2 separate regions of the Mus musculus genome follow, and region 1 is linked to region 2. Evidence: chromatin contacts called from public HiChIP or PLAC-seq data. All regions are on one chromosome and are shown on one strand. The core of a region is the stretch at or near the end of the contact, and the rest is flanking DNA. Distances in the headings are between cores, read along the strand shown.

The links. HiChIP or PLAC-seq counts read pairs in DNA pulled down with a chosen protein or histone mark.
Region 1: a contact with region 2 is called in an H3K27ac HiChIP or PLAC-seq map of CD8 T cells, with 6 times the contacts expected there. The contact joins the enhancer-like site here to the promoter of Zap70 in region 2. A contact is called at or near these places in 3 of 39 promoter capture datasets (cranial neural crest, second pharyngeal arch cranial neural crest and stem cell-derived epiblast-like cells), 1 of 15 datasets of contacts at CTCF or cohesin (CD8 T cells), 4 of 484 Hi-C or Micro-C datasets (8-cell embryo, CD4 T cells, embryonic stem cells and 1 more), 5 of 115 datasets of contacts at active chromatin or transcription factors (CD8 T cells and embryonic stem cells) and 4 of 9 other capture datasets (adipose tissue, embryonic stem cells, liver and 1 more).

What each region holds. Positions count from the first base shown.
Region 1 is chr1:36,720,015-36,726,795 of GRCm38.p6, forward strand. 4933424G06Rik (RIKEN cDNA 4933424G06 gene) reads left to right here. Exons shown (of 9, transcript NM_001374322.1): 3 at 3,351-3,437; 4 at 5,201-5,284. It overlaps Gm33533 (a long non-coding RNA gene), which reads right to left. Exons shown (of 7, transcript XR_865346.3): 5 at 5,294-5,660. Among named protein-coding and RNA genes, the nearest start is that of 4933424G06Rik, 8.9 kb to the left of the region's middle. Within about 2 kb of position 3,332, at least 50 of the 459 cell types and tissues checked have an H3K27ac peak or open chromatin away from gene starts, as enhancers often do. A contact at or near this core is called in CD8 T cells and pancreatic islet, where this site is marked.
Region 2 is chr1:36,760,475-36,766,782 of GRCm38.p6, forward strand. It overlaps Zap70 (zeta-chain (TCR) associated protein kinase), which reads left to right and starts at 1,324. Exons shown (of 13, transcript NM_009539.3): 1 at 1,324-1,468. It also overlaps the pseudogene Gm18828.

The DNA.
Region 1 (6,781 bases), core at 2,082-4,581, 38 kb before region 2:
CACACATCTTTAAAACCAGGTCTTAGGAAGCAGAGCGAGGCTGATTGTGTGTTCTGGGCCAGCCTGGTCTACAAAGACCAACTAAGGGTATGCAGTGAGACTCTCTGTCAACCATCCTCCAAAATACATAAAATTAATAAAATTTTCTATCTAGAGAAGCAATAGCCTTCCTGGGTCTCAGTTGGCTTTTGAGGACCTCTGTGTGTGCTGTGTGGCCTCAATTTATCGACCAGGGAGGGTGGGAAAGGAAGTTTCTCTGAGGGTGTAGATGTCTGCACCCTTTGAGGCTTCAACCACAGGCTAGATGCAGAAGGAGGTGACAGAAGCTTGAGGTGGAGAAGCATAGACTCGGTGACAGAAAGCCCGTTTTCCTGTGAATGGCATTCTATGTGAATGACACCTTCGTTTCTTGGGCGGTACACTCACTCCTTTTCCATCCTGATCTCCGCAGTCCACAGAGCAGAGCGCTGATGTGTTCCGAAGCTGCTCTGTGCTTGCTATTATAAGATTGGCAGTGAGGTGTTTGGCCCTGGACACAGTATTCACGTTCATCCTATGCTCAGTGCCTTGCGGACCCTCTTGCACAGTTTTCACAAAAGTCCTCTGAGTTAAACGCTTCCCCATCCTATTGGTGAGGGTAACCACAGATCCAAGAGGTAAAGCTATTTGTCCTAGCTGGGATTTGATTTTGAACCTATTGGCCCCAAATCACACTGAACTTCAGTGTCAAACGAGGGAAAAGGATAACGGCATAGATTGTTGGTTCATTGCCGCAGACCCTCTGGGCCCCTTTGCGCGGAACAGGTCTCTAGTCGCAGGTGGACAAAGCGTAGGATGAGTGACAAACAGACGCACACAGGAGAGGTCATGTGGAATCTGAATGTATTTTTCAAATCGAGCATCAGACTTTTTATGGAGAAGACAATAAGGAAGTTGGGTGACATATTCACAAGGTACAAATGAGGTAACCGGAATCCTACATAAAACAGAGGAATGCAAACACAAAAGGTCTAACGGGAATCACCTGGGATAGAATTCATTGATAACAACTGGGATAAACAAGGGCTCCACTTAAGATTCACTAATCTTAGAAGCCAGGGTCAAAGGCTACGCGCCCTTGCCATAGTTCCTATTTTAGTCTATTGTATAGTCCACCTTCCCCTTAGGCCATTGTAAATATGTGTGTACGGGTGTAACTTTGCTATAGTTCTAAGTATCTATTCTGGTTTCTCCTTTGGTCTGAAACTTCTTTCTTCCTAGTGATGGTAAATTCCTGTGTAAGGGATTGCCCTAGGTTTTATAGTGTAGTACTAGAGGCTATTCTGATTAGCAACATTCCTACTGAATTTCTAGTCCATGATCTTCCTCAAGGATGTTCTAGGACTGTTGGAACACTGAGGCTTTAGCTATGTCAGAATTCAATCTTAAAAGGCACTTATAATAGGAAAATACTGAAAGAGAGCACGTGGATCCATACACTAGACTAACGCGGGAATGGAGAATTAAGATAATACCAGACTCCAGGAGGAGAGCTTCCTTGAAACTCTTTTTGCCTCATGAGCAGCTTTTAGGCATCCCTGCCTGACAGGCTGACTCGACCGGAATACCGTGGCAGTTCATGAAAAGGGTTCGCATGTAATTGCATTCAGGGATGAGGATCGTTAGGAGAAAGGGCTGCCAGACCACGACAGAGCCCGGATTCAGCAGTGTTAGAAAGGAACAGTACAGCACATTAAATCCAGCACAACTGGGCCTTAGGAGTAGAGGTGTCACCAGTAAAACCTCCAGGGTTTAGTAAGAATGTATGTTAGCTGCTGTGATAAACTCAGGGACCTATGGCTTATGGCTCCTGAGGAATAGAGTTAATAGCAGAGAGGGCATGGCAGCAGGAATAGGGAGCTGGCTGACCACATTTGTGTTCACAAACAGGAAGGAGGGACACACACATGCACACACACACACACACACACACACGTGCTTCCTCGTGCACACACATTCATACAAGCACACACACATGCACACAAGCACACACAAATGCACACAAGCACACACACAAGGCACTCGCACATACACATGCACACACCTGCACACACTCGTATGCACACACACACACACACACAGGCACTCACAGTCGCACGTGATTGAACAGAAAGTGGGATGAAGTTTCAACAGATCAGAATCTGTTCCCAATGATATACTTCCTCTACCAAGGCTGTACCTCCTAACAGTCCTATAATCTCCCCCCCCCCCCCAAAAGAGTGCCACTAACTGAGGACCAACTGGTCAGACACACGAGCCCATGGGAGGCACTGCTCACTTAAACCACTGCAGAAGGATAGCTAAAATAAGAGAAAGATAGTCATCATGACAGGGTGGGGGGAGGCCCAGAGGAGCCTTTGGAGAAACCCCTCCCATAAAGGAACCTGCTTTCCGCATCACTTTATGTGTGTGTGTGTGTGTGGGGGGGGGGTGAGTGTGCACGCATGTGTGTACACGTGCACGTTTGTGTGTGATGGTGTGCATGGTAGGCATCTTACCTACACATCAGGAGCGTGGAGGAGGCAGGCATTGGGTAGAACCATTCATAAGGTGCTGTAAAAACCACACACAGCATGTGACAGACAGCTTAACTCTTTGTCCCAGGGCAGAGCTGGGGAGGGTGAGGTTTGAAGGGATTGGAAAGAAGTGACTGTTTCTTCAGGCTGTGGGCTTTATAGCCTCTTAGAGTGACTAGCATTGTAAGGGAACAGGCCCCTTGACCTAACACTGGAAGAGACAATATCTCAAATGAAGAAAGGATGTGAGTCATAGAGACATAAGAAAGACATTTTGCTTGTGTGTGGGGCAGCTTGCGAACAGACTCAGAGGCAGGCCAGGATGACTCCAGGAACTAGACCAGTAATTCTCTACCCTTCCTAATGATGCTTTAATGCAGTTTCTCATGTGGTGAGCCCCCCCAACCATGAAATTATTTTCATTGCTACTTCATAACTGTAATTCTGCTACGGTTATGAATCATAATGCAGGAGCTGGAGAGATGGCTCAGTGGTTAAAAGCACTGGCTGCTCTTCCAAAAGTCCTGAGTTCAATTCCCAGCAACCATATGGTGGCTCAAAACCATCTGTAATGGGATCCAAAGCCTTCTTCTGGTGTGTCTGAAGACAGCTACAGTGTACTATCTGGTGCAATCATGATTCTGTAGTTATGGTGGCATCTTAGAGCAGAGCATCCTGCATCTGCTGAGTTTGCCTTCTCATTCATTCACGAGTCTGTGCACGCGCTAGGTAGATACAGACCAAGATAGACTGTGCTTACATCCGGTGCTAATGACCCCGTGTGTTTCTCTTCAGACGAGATCGTGCTGCAGGTGTATCCCAGCAATCTAGATGACGCACAAACAGCTGGCAGACTGATCACGGGGAGAGACGTGAATGAAAGCAAGTATATGTCAATGGGTTCAACGAGCACAGGCTGTGTGGTGGTTAGTGGGTGTGCTGGCCTGTGACTTGGGCAGCCTCGAAACCAGCTGTGGGGCACTGCCAAGCTGAAATGCAGAGAAAGAGGATGGGGGACCCTCATTGTAAACTCTATGGCTTATGATGCCTGTGGTTAAAGAACGACTGTGCCTGTTTCATCCGGGGGTGGGGGTGGCTGTTGTGCAGGGTCAGGCAGCTTCTGTCACTACAGATGTTGTCCAGAGGGTGGGATCGCTGTTCCTGGTAACAGCTTGAACCTCCTTCTCTCTCACCCTTTATAGTTTATTGCCCAGGAATTGCTAGTCTTGGGGTGTACAGTCTTCTAACCCCTATCCTGCATCAGCCTTTGTAAACTATTTGCCCAGGGCCACACAGCTGATTTTTCCATTCACACCCATACTCGAGTGCTTAGGCTAAGAGAAAACATCTGGCCTTGCACACAATCCAAAGCAACATACCCCACCCCCACCCCCATGCATGTGAGCCCTAAATCATGCAGATAGCAGAGAAGGCAGTCTCCATTAAGTAATATTGAGAGTGGGTCATTACTTAGCAAAATAAAGCAGAAATATGTGTTGTGCTGAAATTACATTATAGGTAAAGCAATTTTGTAACTAATGATCCTGCCGACGCATTTTATAGGCCACTCAATAAAAGCACACGTGTGAATACTTTTGTTGCATTGTCTTTTTAGCTTGCTCTGTGGCAAGTTTTATGCTATCCCCTTAGTTGATACAATAGGGCATGCTTTCAGTGGAGTGCTTAAGGATTAGATGTATTCTGTTCTAATGGCTCCCTCACGTCTCATTAATAGAGAATTTTGATTTTTATTGGCTCAAAGCAGCCCTGCTTTTGGCTTTTGGCACCCACCACTCAGGCCCTTCTACCAGTTTCAGTCTCAAGTGAGAGCCTGTGTGTGCACACACATCAGTCAGTGGCTTGTGCCTATTGTCTGCAAAGACACAGTGGGAAATGGTCTCTGCCAGGCTGTGTGCTGGAGCTTCAGGCTCTGTTTAAAGTATTTTCACACACATTTGTTTGTCTTGTGTGTCGCGCATGCATTTGCTATGGTGTACAGGAGGAAGTCTGGAGTTGGTCCTTTCCTTCCAACATGTGGGTCCCAGGTATTGAACGTATCAGGCTTGGCCAGAAGTGCCCTGACCTGCCGATCCACCTTGTAGGCCCAAACTTTAGATGCTTGCAGATACTCCGTAGATGCCCTGTGCCACTCAGACAAAGTGAGCATGGAGTCACAGTGATGGTTACTTCTCTACTTTGCAGAATTAACTTTGCATGGGCCTCTGGGCATGCCTATGAGGGGTTATCTTGATTTTATCAATTGATGTGGGTGGGACCATTTTCTGGACTGGGGATGCTGGGCTGTATGAGGTGGAAAAACTGAGTGCAGTATATAAAGCATGCATGCATCTCTCCTTGCTTGCTGAGCATGGATGCGATGTTACCAGCCAACATCCTGCTCCTGCCTCCGTGTCTTCTACACTGTAATAGACTGTATCCTTTTGGAAGCACAAGCCAATACAAATCTTTTCTCCCTAAAGTTGCTTTTGCCAGAGTAATTTTTTTTCACAGCAATGAGAGGGAGACTAAGGCACCAGTTATGTGCTCTTCCTATAGAAGTGCCTTGCAGAGGAGTGGGGCTTTAAAGAGACAAGGTTTAGGTTTGAGGAGAGATTTAACCACTGCTGAAATTTGTTTTCTCACAGCCTATCTCCACCATAATGGCATCAGCGATTCTGAGTTTGAATCAAGTTCACATAAGCAAGATGAATACTTGACTAAGATATTTGGTAAGTTACCTCCTTCTGTGAAAGCTTTAAGTTTTGAAGAAGTCTCCTGCTTGTCCTTGTCTCTGAGGTCACTCCTTGGCTGTCTCTGAGGTAACTCCTTGGCCATCTCTGAGGTATCACTTTGGCTGTCTCTGAGGTAACTCCTTGGTTGTCTCTGAGGTAACTCCTTGTCTGTCTCTGAGGTAACTCCTTGGTTGTTTCTGAGGTCACTCCTTGGCTGTCTCTGAGGTAACTCGTTGGTTGTCTCTGAGGTCACTCCTTGGCTGTCTCTGAGGTCACTTCTTGGCTGTCTCTGAGGTAACTTGTTCTGCTCCTTCAAAGGGAAGTTAAGCCTGTTGTCTTGTGGCTAGAATCTGTTCCTTTAAATGTTGGAGTCCTGAGAAAATAAGCAGTAAGTGGAATTCAAACACCAAGAAAGGACTCTGCTTCTCAAAGCAGGGGAGAATAGCCTGGGTGACTGGAACAGGCCAACCTGCCTACATGCTTACACCCTGGGGCGTGTGGAAAGACCTTTGCTTTAGGACTTCCGACAGCCCTACAGAGCTGCCTCATCGTTCCCTCTGAAAGAAACTCTTGCTCAGGTTTTGAGAAAGGTGAAGATCCAGATGTCACTTGACAGGATTGGAGAGCCCCAGAATCTGTTCCTTTGCCAAAACGTCAGCAGAGCTGGCAAGAATTGTCTTCTTTCTTTTCTTTTTCAGAAGCTCTTATTATTATTTTTTTTATATTTTTATTAGGTATTTTCCTCATTTACATTTCCAATGCTATCCCAAAAGTCCCCCGTACCCTCCCCCCTACTCCCCTACCCACCCACTCCCACTTTTTGGCCCTGGCGTTCCCCTGTACTGGGGCATATAAAGTTTGCAAGTCCAATGGGCCTCTCTTTCCAGTGATGGCCGACTAGGCCATCTTTTGATACATATGCAGCTAGAGTCAAGAGCTCCGGGGTACTGGTTAGTTCATAATGTTGTAGAAGCTCTTATTTTTAATCTTTATAAGTATTTTTCTCTGAAGGGCATAAAGTTTGACATATAAAATTAAAACCTCACTTCAATTATTCAAATCTATTTAGTCTTTAACATTTATATAAACTAGATATACTGACAGACTGTTATTATGTGGGTGTTATTTATTTTTAATATTTTCTCATACAACATATTTTAATCATATTGTTTTCCCTTTCCTAATTATTCCTAGATCCTAACTCTCAACTCTCTACCCACCCAACTTCATGTTCTTTTCCTCTCAAAAAAATTAAAAAACAAAGCCCAAACACACACACACACACACACACACACACACACACACACACACACGTTGCCCATTTCATATTGGCCAAGTGCTCTTGAACCTGAGGCCTGCTCTGTAGTATGGTTGATATACCCAGTGTCATTCCATTGAAGAATACTGCCAGGACAGCCAGAGCTACATAGAGAAACCCTGCCTCAAAGGAAAAAAAAAAGAGAGGAGGAGGAGGAGAAGGAGGAGGAGCAGGAG
Region 2 (6,308 bases), core at 74-2,573:
ATTTTTTTCCTAGGCTCTGAGTTCACAGTTTACTGGACACCCCCCCTCCCACCAGACGCGCTGAGTTCCCTAGCATCCGGTAGCCCTTCCCTCTGAAGTTCAAAGGACGTGCCTCCCTCTTGCCACCTCATGGGACAATGCTCCTATCTGTGGCGATCTGCATCCTCTCCTCAGTGAAGCAGACATACTGCGGGCTGCAGCTATGACACTGTTTCCAGTCGCAAGCTTCTGGACACGAAGTGGGACAGGAAGGGGCTTGTGGCTTGCTGAGACCAAGATGTCCCTTCTCTGAGCACTGGAGATTCCCACCTCGGAGGAGGAGAATGCCGCCCATTTCCCCCACCCCCAACCCCCATCCCCGGCCCCTGATGCTTTCAAGTAACTGGTGTGGCTCCCAGAGACCTTGGGGCAATGCACATTTCTAGTATGATCTAGATATGTGAAGTGGTCAAGGTGGTAGACCCTTGTGGGGCTGGACTAGAGTGTATGAGTGTCGGGGGACCCCGCCTACTTGTCCCAGCTCCAGAGCCAGTTCTTCCCAGAGCTCCTGTAGAATAACCCTGCCATCGTGGCTTTTTCTAGGTGAACACCAGCCTAGCTCTGGAGTCCCAGTGGGCTCACCCCTCCCTCACCCCAGCTTTAGAGCTTTAGAGCCTGCCTCTAGGGTTCCGGCAGAGGCCTGCCCCTGGATGCTTCCAAGAAATTGGGCACTGTACTGTCTAGATTTATATCAACTTGACACGTATTATAGTTATCTGAGAGGAAACCTCAATTGAGAAAACGCTTCTATAAGGTTGCGTTGTGGGCGTCTGATGGTGGGTGGAGCCATTCCCAGGCTGGTGGTCGTGGGTTCTAGAAGAAATCAGGCTGAGCAAGCCAGTAAGCAGCAGCCCTCCATGGCCTTCGCATCAGTTCCTGCCTCCAGCTTCCTGCTCTGTTTGAGTTCCTGCTCCAACATACTTCGATAATTAGCTGTGGAAGTATAAGCCAGGTAGACCCATTCCTCCCGAACTTGCTTTGGTCACTGTGTTAATCACAGTAATAGCAACCTTATCTAGGACAGGAACACATTGGGGACCCCTCCTTTCCAGAACTTGCCCTTCCCCCAACACTCCAGGTGCCCCCCTCAGGTGGGGGCTCACTGTGGGAAGCAGCCTTTGCCCCAATCCCTGGCTGCTACAATCCCCACCTTCCTCTTGTGTTCCCGACACCCTGCGGCTGGTACTGCGTGACCCCGGAAATGTGCTCTGCCCCGCCAGGAGCATGTGGCCTGTGATTTTCCTTCCACACAGCATTTTGTTGCTTTGACGTCAACTTCAAACACGGCTCTCTTTCCTGTCTTCGCATCAAGGAAATAGGCTGAGCTGCAAAGAAAGGTGCTGGTGAGAAAAAGTGCTCTGGGGACACCAGGCCTTCCGGCTGGGCCCTGCCGTACCCTGTGAGCTGTGATAGCCTCGAGGGTGTCCAGGTGAGTGGCCACCCTTTAGCCTTTGGTGGAGGGAGTGTGACTGGGTGTCACTCCCTTACTCTGATCTCTGTGTGAGGAGGGTGGGGTCCGCAGGGGCCTGAGGCTGGGCTTGGGTAGGCCCAAGTGGTAGGGACCTGAGACTTTGCAATCGGTGGAGCTAAGGGGCGCCCTTGGGGAAACAGGTCACCCGAGGGGTGCCGGTGTCTTTTTCTGGGTTCCTAGACTCCTGTTGGGTCGGCTCCTTGGCTTTAGAAAGCAGCACAGGCAGGCTGGTACAATAGGCCTGTGAGCTTGGACAACAGAATGTCAGTAGCTCTGGAGAGGGGCTCGAGTCAGGCTCCACTCGGAGTCAGGTCATGTTAAAGCAGGGGAAAGGAACTATCACTAGATCTCTGCTCCGTAGCTGTGTGCTCTTGACAGTTGTCTTGGCCTCTCTGAATCTGCATTTAAAAAACAGATACAGAGTTGGCTGCCTGTTAAATGCTTGCCTTGTTTGTTGGCCAAGAGGCTGGAAGAGGTATCTCAGACAGTGAGGCCTGGCAGAAAATAGCAGGGTTCCTGTGAACGGTCACAGTGACATTCATTGCTCTTGTCTTAGCTAGGACATCAAACACACAGTAGGTGTTTACTGAAGCCTTGCTGAAAGATTGGGGTCACCAAGTCCTAAGTTGGAAAATCGAAGGTGTCACCTGCTAAGGTTCCTCTGACAAACCCAAAGTTCACCTGACCTTCAGTTTTGCCTTTGCAACCCCCGCAGATGCTCTGGTGGGCCAGCAGCCTGGAGGGTGTTAAAGTTTACACTTTTTAGGGCCAGGGGCCTGGGTCCATTTAGATCTGCCTGCTCTTTATTGCTGTGTGACCTTGGGCAAGTCACCCCACCTCTCTGTGCTTTCACAGTTTCTGTATCTGACACCTCATTCAGTGTTCAGGGACATAGGTGCCATATAGTTAATAGGTTGTTAGGATGCTAATTGTTATCATTAGCTCTGGAGGGTCTCAGGCCCTGATCACAGATTCTGGAAACTTCCACGAGGCCTGCAGCATCTGAACCACCCTATACTGACCACCCCTGCTCAGGCCCAAGGACCACAGGAACGGGGTCATGCTGACCTAAAGCCAGCTGACGCCGCCTGTCCCCAGTGGGCACTAGTGTCTGGAGATGTTTTTGGTATTAACTTGGGCAATCCCGGCATGCAATGGGTAGATGTCAAGAATGCTGTCAAACACCCCTTCCCACGGCCCTTCCCTCACCATTCCTCTACTCTATGGGCACTGTCCTGGGTCGCCCCAATGTTTTCTACCTATCTTTTACTGTCCTATAGCTGGATATCTAGAGAGCAGAAGCTGCCTTGCTTAGGGGGGTCACGTCATTTCTAGAATCCAGTCAGTGGAGGCTGGGCTGGGGTTCTGACCATTCTGCGGGGTTGGAGGGACATTGCCCCATCAATTGACATATGCTCAGCGAGCTAGATTTAAGACCATCTCTGGCCCCCACCAGCCTCAAGGCCTTGGCAGTCCAAGTAGTTCGGCTGCAGTGTTGGGGTCTGCGGGGACATGGAGTCCCCGGGGACTTGGCTCAGAGCTCTACGGTCTCTTCTGCACCGTATTAGTTGGAAACATCAGTTTCTGTTGGGCCTGAGTGACTGTGGGTCAGGTTGCGTGCCTGGCATAGCTTCTCCGAGCCTCAGTTTCCCCAGATGAGGAATGGCAGTATCGGTCCCCAGGTGGCAACTGTGCTGAGGAGCAGGTTAAGTGGAGTAGATCCTAAAGGATGCCCCACAGCCTCGTAAGGAATCGCCGGCCTTGTTCTCTGTGTGGGAGGAAGCGGGGGCTAAGACAGAAAAGGGGCTGCTGTGGTCTGTGCCCGGAGGAGCCAGGCTCAGGGCAGTCATAGAAAGAGCAACAGACAGTGACCGTGAGGGCTGGGTTGTGGGAGGTGCGAGCTGAGGAAGGCTCCCCCTCCTAGGCACCTGATGCATCCTAGGAAGGATGGGGTAGGGGGGCATGGCAACATGAACTTTTCTAGCAGAGAGAGGCAGCTGGAATCCTGGCATAGAGCCAGGACAAAGGCATGGCTGGCTTTGATCCCTGAGCAGATCTTCTCACCTGTGTGCTAGATGGTAAAGCCCCCAGGCCTCCTATTCCCAGCCCTCCTTGTGACCCTCATGCTTGCCAGGCCCTTGAAGGGGTATCCCTGTTCATTACAGCCAATGATAGTCCTTCTTGGCTCCTGGATGTTTAGTGGCAATGAAAATGAAGCATGCAAGGGACCAAGATGTCAACATATTGATACATGTGTATCATATTTAGTGGTAACGCTAACCAGGAGATGAGCTTGGTGTGGAGAACCACCTAGAGGCTGTGCTATAGGGAAGTCAGGGGACAGACCCGAATGGAATGGAGGAAGGGGGTATCTAAGCAGTGCAGAGGCCCACAGCTTGGACCATATTGTTGCGCTTCCACTGAGGGGCTTGAGCAAATGGACTGAGCAGGTTCCTGTGGTGGGAGGGAGGACAGAGTGGGTGTGTTAGCACAGGAAGGAACTGTGCTTGGGAGCTTGGCAGCTCTGAGCGGCATCCTTGGCCCTGTCTCAGAGCATCCGGGAGCCCAGCTTTCTGGCCGGGTCCATACCACCATTCTCTAGGAGATCTGAGACCCTGGGATGCAAATCTGTCTTGGAAAACCAGGAAGGAGCCTGTTACCCTCTGTGGTGTGCTTACTACAGGTAACTGCAGGCACTGGTGCTTATTGTATGATATAGATGGGACTCTGCTGAGCAAGTGTCTGTCGTGAGGAGCTGGATGTGGCCTAGAAATAAGCAATTGTGACTTCAGAGGACTCCGGGTAAAGGCTATGGGGTTCAAGGTGGAGGGAGAGCACAGGGGGCTAAAACAGGGAGAGAGTGATTCTGGATAAGTAAGAGAACGTCCGCAGACCAAGTGTGACGGCACATGCGAGTGGTCCCAGTACTTGGTGGGTAGAGGCAGGAGGGTTGGTATATAGAAAAGCCTTGTTTCAAGAAAGCAAAGTGTGGTGTGGTGGGAGGCTGGGAATATAGCTGAGTGGCTAAAGTTTGTCATACCAGGAAATGAGCTTGACATGGTGGTTGCTAAAGCCAATACCAGACTCAGTGTTGAATTCAGGCAGAGGATTATGTATCTCTGTTAAGGTAGCTGGAGGCAACTGGGTCCTCAGGATAGCCCAGAAGGCCTTTCAGGAGTCCCTTCCCCAGCTTCTTGATGTCCCTGGATTTGGCAACTTCCTCCAGGTCGGGTGGGTCAGATTCACAGCAGTAGACGTATTGGGGGTGGGAACATGGAAGGCCAGGGAACTTCCTGCTCAGTTCTGGGATGATTTACAGCCTTTCTACGGCCACTGGATGCAGGGATGGTGTTCTGGACATAGCCTTCCTGCTCACGGTTTCCCAGAGGAACCATCCACGGTCTTCTGGGTAAGGTTATGGCGTGGAATGCGGTCGTGAGTCCCTAAGTAATGCCAAGGTTGTCGTGGGTGACATTGGCCAGGGGGCCCAGCACTTGGTGCTCTAGGAAGTAGTGTGACAATCCTGAAGGAATCATGCTTCCTGTGGTTCACGTAGGGGCATCAGCCTAGGGGCCGGAGATGATGGCCCTCTGGGTTCCACACTGCGAGTGTGCTTTGGCCTTCTTCGTGGAGTTGAAGACACCAGTAGACTCCATCTTGGCAAGCTCTCCTTCCTGGAAGATGGAGGTGACCTTCCTGTTGATGATAGTCTCCCATTCTCGGCCTGTGCTGTGGATTTGCCATGAGTAGAGTCATAAGGGAACACTACATCGTGTAGACCATCAGTGAGGTCGCAGATGGAGCAATCACAACTTTTCAGAGTTGAACACAGCCATGGCGAATAGGTGCCCAACCTGGACATGTCTGTTTACTCTGGCTTTCACTGTCATGTCTCAGGGCACTGCAGGAGAAGATATGGTGGTAATCCTGGGATGGGGAGGAGCAAAGACCATAGTAGGCTTCTTCACCCAAGCCCTGCTTGCTTCCTCCTCTGATGAGGCCCTCGGATCAGCCCAGACAGGGTCCAGGGTCCTGGTGGGCTTGAAGAACACACTCAAGACAGATAAGTGGTCTAAAAAAGAGATGATGCTCTGAGTCCAGGTTTGCACTGGGAGGCTGCGAGTGAGCCGGCTGGCTCCTGGGAGCAGCTGGACCACACTGGTCTGGCCTGGTTGCAGGCGGGAGACAAAGACTTTTGCTAACATCTTGCCCCTAGCCCTTCATCTTCTGCCTTTTTCTGTCATCTTCCTCTGGTCTCAGCATCTCTCACTACAGTATCCCTAAAGACTTGGTTCCCATGTTGCATGAATACGAGGAGAATGAACCAGGAAAGCTAGGAAGGTGGATATAGACACATGCCTGGATGCAGGCAACTCTGGGATGGCTGGCTGTCGGTAGGGCATGATTGTCATGATGGCTGTCACAGTAGTGGGACAAAGGATGGAGGAAAAACAGGGTAAACTCCTACCTCTGGGCCACCTTGGCCTTTGGTCTGAGATGCCAGTCTTGGCTTAGAGCCTTGTACTAGACCCCGAGATCCAGCCCTCCTCAGCCTCTCTTCTATAACTAACATCTGATTACCCAGGCTGCACCTGTGGCCATGTGGGACAAAGCTGCTCAAAGTGTGTGACTGACAGCTTCCTGCCACAGCTTCCTGCTCCAGAGACCATCCTTGTTACTGACCCCCCCTCCCCAGAACATGTCCCCACTCCCCGACCCCTGCTGTCCTATCCTGCAGCCTCATACTCTGAAAAGCAGCCTTAGGAGCCTCCAGGAAGGGCTGTCTGCATCTGGGGAG